Linked DNA regions of Sus scrofa: region 2 is linked to region 1. A link is a contact called in public Hi-C data. All regions are on one chromosome and are shown on one strand. The core of a region is the stretch at or near the end of the contact, and the rest is flanking DNA. Distances in the headings are between cores, read along the strand shown.

The links. Hi-C and Micro-C count contacts between places; a contact is called where the count stands out from the background.
Region 2: a Hi-C map of embryonic fibroblasts shows a contact between it and region 1, with 3 times the contacts expected there. The contact joins the promoter of HTR7 here to the promoter of KIF20B in region 1. A contact is called at or near these places in 1 of 5 promoter capture datasets (liver), 13 of 47 Hi-C or Micro-C datasets (adipocytes, alveolar macrophages, brain and 9 more) and 2 of 2 datasets of contacts at active chromatin or transcription factors (alveolar macrophages and skeletal muscle).

What each region holds. Positions count from the first base shown.
Region 1 is chr14:101,511,214-101,514,037 of Sscrofa11.1, forward strand. It overlaps KIF20B (kinesin-like protein KIF20B), which reads left to right and starts at 1,472. Exons shown (of 32, transcript XM_021072622.1): 1 at 1,472-1,608. It overlaps PANK1 (pantothenate kinase 1), which reads right to left and starts at 1,285. Exons shown (of 10, transcript XM_013983537.2): 1 at 1,226-1,285; 2 at 876-944.
Region 2 is chr14:102,547,413-102,550,236 of Sscrofa11.1, forward strand. It overlaps HTR7 (5-hydroxytryptamine receptor 7), which reads right to left and starts at 1,381. Exons shown (of 3, transcript NM_214085.1): 1 at 837-1,381. The coding sequence starts at 1,381.

The sequences.
Region 1 (2,824 bases), core at 222-2,721:
CCACTGTTTCACCAACTCTTAGCCTAGTGTTTGAAGCATAGCAGGTTTTCAATAAATACTTGTTGAACAATAAATAAATGTAGCATCTGGAGGGCTCAAGAGCTGAAACCAGTAACAACTAGTAAAAGCAATAAAGGCATGACAAGGCATGGAAGGAAGTACAGAGTTAGGGTTAGACTTACCTTGACATAGAGGTCCCTAAAGACTTAAGTTTCAGCCTGAACCGTAAAACAGTTTTTACTTTATCTTTTCTCCTTTCTTCCCTTTCACACCTACTTTCTCTGTTCATTTTCATTCCTGGCCCTGAATCCTCATCTTTATTCCACACTGGCTCACCTCAAATATGATTATTTTGTGGAGAAAGAAGGCAAAATGAATGAGGAGACAGTGAGAAGTTGTAGAGGATAGGGGGAGGTTATGGGAAATATAAACACAGAATAAAAGGAAGAGGAGAGTAAGCTCATCAAACTAGGTACTATTCTGCAAATGTTACCAACCAATAAGAGTCGAAAATAAAGACCACATGTGAGCGGGTGGGGCTTGAATTCATTCAGGTCGGTTTAAAATCTCAGCTCCACCATTAATAGATGTATGTCCTTGAGCAAATTAACCATATGAACCCAGTTTCCTTGCAATCTATAAAAAAGACATAATAATAATACCTACCTCACAGGTTGTTCTCAGGATCAGTAGGACAATCAATTTTAAACGCTTAGCACGGCACAAGGTAAACAATTAACGTTAGCAGTTACTTTTCTTTAAAATGAAGTACAGCAGGGAGAGACGGCCTAAATACTTCCTATATGACTGTAATAACACGCTTCAAAAGAAGAGGATCACTTTAAAAGACGCAGAGAAGATACAGTGGCACTTACATTTTGGGCAAGGCAAAGACCTTGCCTAGGCAAGGAAGATAGTCACAGTACAGCGCCTCTCAGCGGTAGCTGGTTTATATTTTCAGAAAGGCAAAAATCAAAACCAAAAAATAAAGAACGCTTATGAAAAGCTATCCTAGGAATAATCTGTTTCATCCACAAGTGCCGCTCTGGACGACAGGTAGGATCATGCAGAGGAAGTGACCCTCTGCAGCTCTCGTTCCCAGCGGCTCCCCAGATGCAGAGCCTGTTCCGGCCCGCAGGGACAAAGTAGGGTAGTGAGTAGCCCGCCATTCCTCCGCCAGTCCCTAAGGGAGTCGCGGGGCTAAGTGCAGTGGCAGCAGTCTCACCTCCGGGCCTTCGCCACGTTTTTACTTGCTCCAGGATGGACCTGGAGACTAACCGCGCAGCCAACAGAGGGTGGCACATTAGGCAGCGCACTACCCAACCCCGCGAGAGGAGCCCCGCAGGAAACCCCGCCCACTGGCCGCTCTCCCTCCGCCTCCGCCCATTGGTCGCCCAGCATTCAGAGACCCGCCCCCAGATTTGAAAGCTTCTCCCGGGAGTTGGCAGGAAGCTCATAGCGTGAGTCCTTGGCGCCTCCCTGGCGTCTTTCCCGAAGCTCCGCCTACTCCCAACATGCAGTGCGGGGTCCTGGCCGCCATTGTTTGAATTTAAAAACGAAAATAACTTAGTGCAGCTCGCAGGTCGGGCGGCAGGATTACGTTTGCAGGTGAGGGTGCGAGGAAGGCGGTTGGGGACTGCGTACAAACCAGATGAGGTGGGGAAAGGCCTCAGGCAGTGAGGTGCTCAGCACCTCAGCACCTTCCCACGGGGCTTGTGACGCCTTTGAGTTTACTCTGGAACTGGGCTGCGGAATGATGAGGACGCCTAGGGATCTTGGTGCTCATTGGAGGGTTGAGCCAATTTACTGCAGTTAAGATTTAAATTTCGTCTTCGCGGCTTATTAGCTTTAATCTCTCCGGGCCTGAATTTCATTTGTTAAAAGGGAGTAATACTAGAACCTACCGCTTCGGGCTTTCATGAGGATAAAGTGATATAGGTAAAGCTGTTAGAAACAGTGCGGGTGTGTATAGTAAGCACTATGTACTTGGAATCATTGATACTTTTCTTATCATTGCTGCTGTTATTGAGGATCAGGCCTCCATTGCCAGATATAGTGTCCCGAATCCCACAAATGAGACCGTGTCGTTTGCTCATCAAACGACACGGTCTCATTTGTGGGGCGGGAAGGGGAGTGTTGTGGTGGTCACCAGTGCAGCTATTTCTAGGCTGCTGCCGTTGCCTGGGGTTAGCCCTTGCTGGGCTTTGCTGGGCTAAGCGGAAGGGGGCGTGTGTGGCGCGTGCAATGACTGCTGTCATATATCAGTTTGAAAAGTTTCCCCCATCTCATTCTACTTTTTGATTCGTGATTCCTGCCTGGTGCAGTTCTCTAATATTCCTTGTTGAAGGACTAGTTGACAAAATTTCGTGACTCGTGACTTGTTTTTAATCCCCAGAGTAATTAAATTCAGGTTAGTTTCTGTTCTTAAAACAAGGTAGCATGTTTACTCCGAAGCTGCAAAGCAGTGTATATATACATTTTATTAGATGTGCAAGACCTGAGACTTCATCAATTAGTTGTAAAGACTTTTTTTGAGGCTATATTTTGTGGATGACATTCAGTAACTTCATTAAGTAGTAGATTTTCTTTTTCATCCGTCTTCAGCCATGAGATCCCACTAGAGAGAAGATAAAAGATGCGCTTTCTCAGTCATGGGGACGAGAAATGAGATCTTAAACCTTGCTGTTGCTAAAGATAACACCACTAAAAGAGTAGAAAGAGTAGGACCAATTTTTTTCTTTTCTATAGAGGATCTTATGTATTACTGTTTAAGCTCCTATGCAGGGAGTCTTTATCACTACATCTATCTGAATTTGTTATAGGG
Region 2 (2,824 bases), core at 131-2,630, 1.0 Mb after region 1:
TTGTCAATTACACGATGCTTCTAGGACCAAAGATTAGACCCATTGCAGCATCTTGTAATCCTAGAGTCCGAAGAAACCCTGTAGATTCCTTATTCCAATCTGACACCCAAGACAGGAATTTTTTTCCACAGAATCCCTGACAGATGGTCAGCCTCTGTTTCAATTACTCCAGTGGGGGAGTTCTCAAGAGAAGATCCCCGAGAGATATGATGAAATGCTAGACCAACCATTCAGACAGAAAGTAGGGCTCCAGTAAGCCTGTAGGATACAGACAGCATTGCCAGACACTAAAACCAGACTTCCAAAAGAATGTAATTCAAAATCAGTAATCACAAAGGCGCAACGTTCAGACATGTAGACCCCAGATTTGGGGGCCATTCTAGGTCTTTTTATTGGCCTGGGGAGTAGCTCTTACAATCAGGGAAGCAAGGTGGCTTTTCTCCCACTGACTGCTTAAAGTAAGAATTGATTCTTTCAGGCTCACAGCAAGGGCTTGTCAAGTGCAGAGAGAATCAAATCCCTTCCTTCTGAAAACCAAGCCAAGGGACCCCCTGGTGGAACTGCTAATGTTTAAAATACTCTTAACTTTGGTCTTAAAATTCTCACTACAGTAAACCAGAACATTTCAAGCTCTTCTTTTAAAAGTGTATATAGGCTATGCTGTAACTGAAGTTGTTTGGTTGGTGTAGGGTTGATGTGTGGGGGTTAATGTACTAAGCGCAGTCCTACATACAGCCGTGAAGTCTAGTTTATCCGACTAGGAAAGGCGAGTGCGCGATGCTAAACTGCCGGCACATCCCCAGCCGGACCCCGGGACGGGGCGGCCCGGCTCTTACCTGTCGATACTGATCACGCACAGGGTCATGATCGAGGCCGTGCAGCACATGACGTCCATGGCGATAAAGACGTTGCAGAAGAAGTGGCCAAAGATCCACTTGCCCCCAATAAGGTCAGTGACGCTGACGAAGGGCATGACCGCCACGGCCACCGAGAGGTCGGCCAGCGCCAGGGACACGATCAGGTAGTTGGAGGGCTGACGGAGCTTCTTGACGAAGCAGACCGAAATCACCACCAGGCAGTTGCCGGCGATCGTCAGCAGCGTGATGAGCGTCAGGATGGAGCCGATCACAACTTTCTCGGCTCTGCCGTAGTTGATCTGCTCCCCGCAGCCCGAGGCATTGTCCCGGGGCGCGTCCCAGGTGGGCACGGGGCTGGCCGTCACCTCAGGGACCCCGTGCAGCAGGTGCGGCGCCCAGGAGCCCGCGACAGGGCCGGCGCCGTCGGAGCTCAAGTCGGGAAGCCCGCGCCCCACCTCCGGCAAGAGGATAGAACGGAGATGCCCGTAGAGGTCCGGGCGGCCGCTGCTGTTAACGTCCATCATCATGCCGCTGTGCGCAGCTGCCCATGGAGCCGGCGCCCCCGCCAAGCGCTCCGGCTGCCGGCCCGGGGGCTTCACCTCGCCGGTTCCGCTCCACTCGGCCCAGCCATGGGGCCCGCGCCGGCCACTGGGGGGCGCCCCGGCCCGGCCTCGCGGCCCCGCACGTCCCGGTGCCCCAGCCGCAGCGGACGAGGCGGGAGCGCGGTCGCCCGGGGACTCCCTGCGGGAGGCGCCTGCGGCTCTCGACGGACGCCCAGGACGCGCGGGCCGAGCTCGGCTGGCCGCACCGCAGCCCGCAGCCCGCAGCCCGCAACTCGCAGTCCGCAGCAGCCGCGCGGCTCGGCCAAGAGCGCCCCAGAGGCAGCAGCAGAAGTTGCGGAGTGCGCCCCGCCCCTCGCGCCGACCGCCGCCGCCGCCGCTCCCCTGCGGCAGCCGCGCCGCGTCCCCGCCGCCGCCGCCTCCGGCCGCTGCCCGCGCCCGCCGGGCTCCCGGACGGGCTTCCCGGGCTGGGCAGGGGCCGCCGCCTCTCCCGCGTGCCCCCACTGGGCGGAAGGAGGCACTCCACGCGCCTCCTGGGATCCCAAGCCGCTTCACCCCGGGTTCTTTCTTTCCGCAGGAGACTCAGACCCCCTCCTACAGACCCGAACCCCCTCCCCCCCAAGTGAATAACAGTTTGGTAGGGAAAGACTAGGGAACGGACGTTGGGACTCATTGCAAAATAAAGAACCCCAGGAGGAATATATATATGTGTCTATATATAATGTGCATTTTTAATCTTAATTTTAAAAAAACCTTTCTAACACTACACCAAGCAGCAGATACTTCCGTTTCCTATTTTGACCACTGATGGGAGAAATCGAAGATGTAAAAAGAGAAGCAGCTGAATGGGGTGAGGGTGGGCTCTCAGAAGAAGTGAAAAAGGGAGAGAGATCCCCACATCTGGGAGAAGCTGGGAGCTCCAGGAAAAGGGACCTCTGGAGGGCTTAAACCTTTCGGACAGACCCTCCAGGCATCTAGATACAGGCCTCTCAGATCTGAGAAAGATCTTGGCTGCTTTTATATTCAGTCTTCAAAACCTAATACACTGAAATGAGAGTTAATTTTCCCGTGGCATTCTGGAAATCTTGTACAAAAGAGAAGAAATGACCGGTTATAATGTTCTGCAGAAGTATCCCGGAGGTGTATGTTGATTTAATGCCTATTGCCTAAAATCCCCTTAGTATTCAAACCCTATCAGAGTGGCTGATGTTTATTATTTGTGAGACTTCTTTCACTTCGTTTTGTTGAAAGATTTTTATTGGAAGCCAGCAGTGATTTCTTTAAAGACTCTAAAAATAATCAAATCGGTTTTCTTTTCTAGTTAGGCCCTAGTGGATCATAAATAAGAAGAAAAAGGAACAGAAACCTTAAAATGTATTGATGCAAGTGCTCGCTCAGTTAACACTC